Linked DNA regions of Acanthopagrus latus: region 1 is linked to region 2. A link is a contact called in public Hi-C data. All regions are on one chromosome and are shown on one strand. The core of a region is the stretch at or near the end of the contact, and the rest is flanking DNA. Distances in the headings are between cores, read along the strand shown.

Region 1 (3,376 bases), core at 559-3,058, 200 kb after region 2:
TTTAAAAGTCACAATAATAACCAACTAACAATTTAAGCACTGCAAACAACAGACAGAGAAAACAGACTTGGTGTGTTGTTGAGTGTGCTACACTGTGCAGGACTAACCAGTTCTCTTGCAATATTCCTACTCTCTTACATTATAAATATTATAAGAGGTAATAGGAGCTCAATACAAGCCAGTGAGGCTGCTAGAAGTCATAACCTCCAGGTTGCAGTTCACCTACCTTCTAGCAGTGGTGGCTCATCATCAAAGGTGCTGCTGTACATGGACTGTGAAGTGGATGGAGTGTAGGTCTGTGTGGGCTGGAAGATCTGTCCTGTGTATGGCTGCTGGGGCGCCATCATCCCCGGGGAAGAGTAAGCCATGGGCTGGGAGTAGTCATACTGACCATATGGCCTGGGAAAAAACACAGTAATAGTGTTTAACAGAACGTGTTAAGATCAAGAAGCATGTTATTACAGTTAGTCACCAGTAATATGTAGTTAAGAAAAGCTTTAAAAGACTGCAAGACCAGTTCCTTTCCTCATCTTATGAAATATGTTTAACTCATTTTAAACAAGCACTCCTGACAGGAGTCCACAGGCTGACATAATCAGGAGAAACCTCCCACACACTGTTCACCTCCACTGCAATAAAAAAAACGCTTCAGCAGACAGACCATCATCAGGTTATACAATTAATCTCTCTTACAATATGTCAAATCAAATAACATGCACTAAAATGTCATGTAGGTTAGTTTCCATCAGCTGAACTGGCACGTAAAGGAATAGAAATGTAGAAAATGAAGGACCGCTTTCTTCACTTACTGTTTGTAGGGGGTTTCAGCATTGTTGTAGCCGTAGCCGGCCTGGTTTTGGTCGTCTACACTGTAGCTGGACTGGTAGAAGTCTGTGTTGAAGTTGTCAAACCCTGACATCTCTCACTCTGTCAGAGACACAGAGAACAAACCAGATCACAACTCGTCAGTCAGGGTGATCACTTCAGTCTACAGTGGCATCAATGTACACATGCATTATTATTACACTTCCAAATGCTGAGTGCTGTTCTACTGAACAGCTATGCTCCGTGAGGACGGTCCGGTTGCTCATCAACAGTTTAAATCACGGTACATCTGGCACATTTCCTGGTACATCTGGTAAACATGTAGCCCGTAGCTAGTTTAGCTAATGTCAATTAGTTACGTGGCAGACGTCGCTGTCACTAGTAAACCACTGAAACACCTACCGCTTTATCTAATAAACAACTGCTAGCTAATGTTTGGACAACAGTAACGTTAACTTACCTCCGTCTGAGTTCAGTACAACCGTTAGCTGCAGCAGCTAGCTAACGTCGCAATAGCCAACTTAAAAACGGACGTCGTTGGTCTAATATGAGTCTGTTAACATTTCGCATCAAATGACTCGAGACAATCACACTAAATGATAAAATCTGTAATATAAATTAACCTGTATAACAAAAGCTTCTGTTCACTGGATAGCTAATGCACCGTTAACTCTGCGGCTAGCTGGTTAGCTGATGCTAGCTCTAACAGTTGTGGAGACGCTCGCTGATCTTGTAAATCATGTCAGCGGCGTCTCTAATATCTTATTCAACTTTTATCCCTTAATCATTATTCTAGGGGTGTAAAAGCATCACAAAAGCTGACACATACCTGTCCTGTTTGACGAATCAAACCACAGCCCTGCCAACTTGGTCGCGGTTGCTACGTGTCAGGAGAAAGATTAAACTTCCGGGTTGGTACGCGGCCGACGGGAAGCCGTTAGGGACACTGACAAACTGCGCTTCGCTGAATAGTTTGGCGCGTTCTACAGACGACTGGTGGCATTACAGGAGGGGCTGGGTTTGATGCCTGAATGTAAAAATAGTAGCATGATTTGTATGCGCCGTGGTTCAGTTCCATGGTTGAAATAATTGCAGTGCTGACCGTTGCAGGCTTGTGCTTGAGACGAGTCCTCATGCAGTCCTTTCCCCTGATTCTGAATGCTGATCTTTATGCAGAGAGTGAGTGTGGAGATGTTATGGAAGGAGGAATATTGTATTTCTAAAGGTCAAAACACTTGAAGTGCTTGGACGTTCTTGTGTTATGGATTAACCTCATGAAAAAAGCATTAGCCTTCAGTACAGACCATGGACACTGTGCAAATATCACAGGACGAGGCTATTAAGTGACTTTAAAGTGATGCATACACAATGGGATTAAAGTACCAATGAAGCACTTAAAGGTCATATGCTACTGTGTAAAGACACATCATAAGACCTATTAGAAACTTAAAATTTTCCTTATAATTATGATACAAATACAAGACACAAATAGAAATGGTTCAACATCTCAAACTCCTTCCTGTTTTGCTCATCACAGGTCGGTATGAGACCGTGTTTGAGTGTGAAAATCGGCATCTAATTGTAACAAATAGAGACAGAGAGCGGACAGTGATTTAACAGGACAAGCGCTGAGCTTGAACAAAGGTAGTCTCTTTCATTAGGAGGCAGAAGAGCAGATCAATCACTCTGCCCGTGCCGGAGAAATGCACCGAAACCAAATACTGCGGGAGGATCCATCCTCTCTGATGATGATAGATACTGTGGAGTAATAGGCTGATGACCTCTGCTGAGAGGAAATCTGGAGGCAGGGAGAGCATCACAGATGTGAGTCTGACCTGTAATGAATGGAAGAGAGAAAATGTGAAGAGTCAGAGGAAAAAAACAAAACACTGTTGGTTTGTCCTAATATTGAATGTTTTGAGAGTCAGGGGAGCAGAAAAGGAAGAGCCAGCGGGGACAACAAAACAGATAAACGTTCAACAGAGATAAACAAAGAATGATCCAATTGACTTTTTATGAAAACTAGAAAATTCACACCTCAGTCACATCTGTAGAAACTATTATCTTGGCATCTAACCGAGAGTTTGTTGAAAATATTTCTGCCTCAGTGCTGGAACAAAAACACCTCCGGCACCCGTAACGATAAAGTGTTTGTGTTTTAGCCGTAGATTAACTGGTGTCGTGTGAAAAGGAACTGAATTACACAGACTTGGCTCTGCTCCCAGCAGCCTGCAGTTACACAATCTTTAGAGGATGAAAAATGGGGAAAATAATACAGTGGGAAAATGGCATGGAGCAAAGCGTTGTCATTATTCAGAGGAGACATATTCAGCCTCCTCCTTCTTTGACAGAGAAACTGATTGAGTTATGGGTCTCAGGGAAAAAGTACAAAGAGAAACCTTTGGGCCAGTGTTGCACAAAGCTGTTCCTCAACAAGGTTGCATGAGTTAGGAGGGCGATTTCTGGCTGGGAAACTCTGTGGCCATCTGTCACATTTTGTTTCCTGTTGAAGGCAATCCAGGCAACTAGAGTTCGGCCTTTATGTGGAGTC
Region 2 (3,413 bases), core at 305-2,804:
GGACGGAGCTGCCGGGGGGGGAATGACGTCAAAAGTCGAATCGTTGACCGAGTCAGAGTGCAAATGCGTGGGAGTGGAGCCTGGGCCTGATAGGAGAAGGGATGATGTCTGGGCAAAACACCACACACAGTTCTGTGGAAATGTAAGATGAATGATCTCGTCTCGAGAGTTGTTTACTGGTTTCCATCTGCATCTGTGGTTATTCTTAGATTGATCATTTTTATGTCTTTTACAACTAAAAGCTTCGATAACTTGCTCTAAGTATTAAAGGTTAATTCCACCAACTTACACATTTCTTTAAAGGTCTTAGTGGAAAGTGTTGTCTGAAGGAATAAAAAAAGATTCTACTGGATGTGATCATTTGTTCATGTGTTGTAGGAGAGCTGTCTTTCAAAACCTGGTGCCTACAATACCCACAATGCAACTTAGCCACTGAGTGACATCACTGGAGGCAGTTTATCAGATGACGTGCAGCTTCTTCTTCTACTTTTTACTCACATTTTCTACTTAAATTTGTGATTTCTTGGCCTATATTTAGTTTACATTGCGCTGAAATAAACGATTCAAGAAAATTGAATTATGAAGTGTTTGTTAATATGAAAGTGTGTTTCACTACCTGCTGGGCTGCAGTCTGCAGTCTGCTCTCAAGTGATTTACTCTAAAAGAATTTTCCATGTTTACGTTTTATTTTAAACTCTCATAACTCACTTCTGAACTTATTTCAAGCTTTCTCTCCTCCGGTAGAAAGATCCTGCTGCAGGGCCGGAGTCAGTTTATCCTCAGACTCTGTGTTTGTTTCTTGTGTTTGAGCTTTTTTTTTTTCCCTTTTTGCAGTGAAATAAATAATGTCGATTCACGGATGTCATTAAAAGTGATGAAAAACATGCACGAACACACGCGAGCCAGATCACATACATCAGTTCCTACAATAAAACCATGATCAGTATCGACTTGTTGTATGTGAGTCACAGTGATTATCAGTGAGCTACATTCCCAGACGAGCAGTGAGCCTCCTCTCCTCTGATGGAGTGAATCAGTCACCTACCTGTGAGAACGTCAGGTGACAGTGATGAGCCAGCATATCCAGGTGAAACAAGCTCCGTGTAACTTTCTGCGCCAAACTTTCTTTGCTTCTCCACCCGTGAAGTGGAGACTTCAGTGTGCATGTCTGTATTTGTACCTTCTGTCTCTCCCCACCACCTCACCACCCTCCTCACAGCGTCAGAGGACTCATTTTAACAGGCCGACGTCAGGACTAAAATTACCACACTAGAATAGAGAGAGAGACTGAGACAGGGTGACGCAAGTGTCCGGGCCGTGGGATCCAGCCTGGAAATGACAGAGCTGCCCGTCTGACTGAGCTCTGATACATTCTTACAGCGGCGTCCTCCTGGAGACGCAAGACAAACATTTACAAGAGACACAAAGGACGGTGACTTCAGCCCTCAGGATTAATCTTACATGATGGCAGCGCCTCAGACCAGAGGTGGCACAGCGGGGGGGCGGCCGGGGTCACCTGACCGGAGTCACCTGACCCGAGTCACATTTCTGCAGAGTGAAAGAATCCACGAGTCATCAGAAGTAAAAACACACGGTGACAATAATTCACCACACAGACGGCAAATGTTCAGTCACAGAAGCACCTGATTCAGATCAACTGCTTCAGAAGCGTCAGGCTGAGGCAGCTTTCTGTTTTCTAAGTACACTTATTATTAAAGTACTGTACTGTTTATTATATACGTACATGTGAAGTACTTATATTATTCTACCACCACATTTTAGAGGGTAACATGTTCTTTACTTGCTACTTAACGTTAATGATTTGACACCTTAAGTTACTTTACACATAAACATTTCTTCACTCAGATCATAAGAAAGCTTGTTAGAACTCAAAACACCCGATAATATAAACAAGTACAGCAGAGACGATTAATCAGTTAATTAATGAGTCAATTGACAAGAAGACTCATTCAATTGAATTATTTGACAATTATTTTGTGAATTATTAGTAATTGAATCGAAACATTTCACGGGTCAGGGTTCACAAATGTGAAAATTCACGTCTTTTCCTTTTTTACATGATTTGTGAGATCTGGACTGTTGTCAAAGTGTCAGTGGACTCAATCAGTTAATCAAAGTTATACACAGCAGATCAATCCATGATGAAAAAAAACCCATAATAGTAATAATGACCTAATGATTTAAAGGCACACTGTGTAATTCCTGCAGCTTGGCGTCTCTCATCAGTGGAAAAGAGTGAGTAGTGTGGGATCATGGGAGTTCGATGAGGTCATGTTTTAAAGTCTTAGTCACGTTATATTTATTCATGTTCGCTGACTTTCTCAGTCTGACTCACTTTACTGCAGGAATGTTACGTATTATACCTTTACACGGTCACGCTGGAAAACAAAAAGGAGGAGGATGTTTTTTTTCGCTGGCTTGTAATAAACAAAAAGTTGCAATTTAACAGTCTAACAGCATTAATGTAGGAAGACCAAAGAGAATACAAACCTTTAATATGATCACAGAAACAGAAACATGAGGATAATGATTGTAATGGTTTGTAATTCACCAACACCAACAAACATTCCCAAAGCTCTGCCATCTACATCCTGTTAAATTGAACTGAATAATACATATTCCACTATCTTCTGTGGGTGTTGACGTGTCTGAAAACGCTGGAAATATATTTCAAGAATGTAGAAATCTCAGAATCTGTTTCTGCACGTCTGTCTCTCAGTCTCAGGATGATGAGCAGCAGCGGTGAGCAGGCCAGCTGAATTATTCACAGAGGTGAGCTCGACTCCGTCTTCTTCTAATGGACACGTCGAGCTCTTTGCTCTATAATTCATACCGTACAGCACATCTGCATCGGAAAACATCCAGACTCTCTGAGTTTATGATGCTGAGACATGTGGGGAGAAGAGAAGTGGAGAGTCTGACCTACTTTTCTCACCTGTTCAGACTGAGCTCCTGAGATTTGTCTGTGAAAACAGCTGCTGTGCCTCTTGTTACCAGGAGATGGCAGAACAGCTCTGCTTTGTGCCTGCTGAAGTCAAACACGACATAAATCTCACCACAACCAATTCACAAGTGTCAAATTCTGATCACACAATAAAGGATTTCACTTTGCACCTGATGCAAAGACAACGTGCTGTTCTGTAACTTCTGTCAGGGAGAAGTGACACCTCCATCTCTGAGTTCATGAAGCACTAAATGCAGGTCCAGATAATACTCTTTAATTCTTTTATTTACAACATTTCCCCCAAAACAAACATTTTGGCAACAGTGGTGAGAAAAAACTGCCTCTAACAGGCAGAAACCTCGAGCAGAACCGGACCTCGTGGTGGACCAGTGTAGCCCCCCTGTAAGAGACTTCAGTGTCAGTATGTCACCACTGAGAGCACAGATAT

What was found. Hi-C and Micro-C count contacts between places; a contact is called where the count stands out from the background.
Region 1: a contact with region 2 is called in a Hi-C map of muscle, with 5 times the contacts expected there. The contact joins the promoter of yipf5 here to the promoter of LOC119031782 in region 2. A contact is called at or near these places in 3 of 4 Hi-C or Micro-C datasets (liver and muscle).

What each region holds. Positions count from the first base shown.
Region 1 is chr13:1,585,975-1,589,350 of fAcaLat1.1, forward strand. It overlaps yipf5 (protein YIPF5), which reads right to left and starts at 1,809. Exons shown (of 6, transcript XM_037120206.1): 1 at 1,655-1,809; 2 at 810-927; 3 at 227-399. The coding sequence starts at 919.
Region 2 is chr13:1,386,076-1,389,488 of fAcaLat1.1, forward strand. It overlaps LOC119031782 (putative fibroblast growth factor 1), which reads right to left and starts at 1,555. Exons shown (of 4, transcript XM_037120482.1): 1 at 1,462-1,555.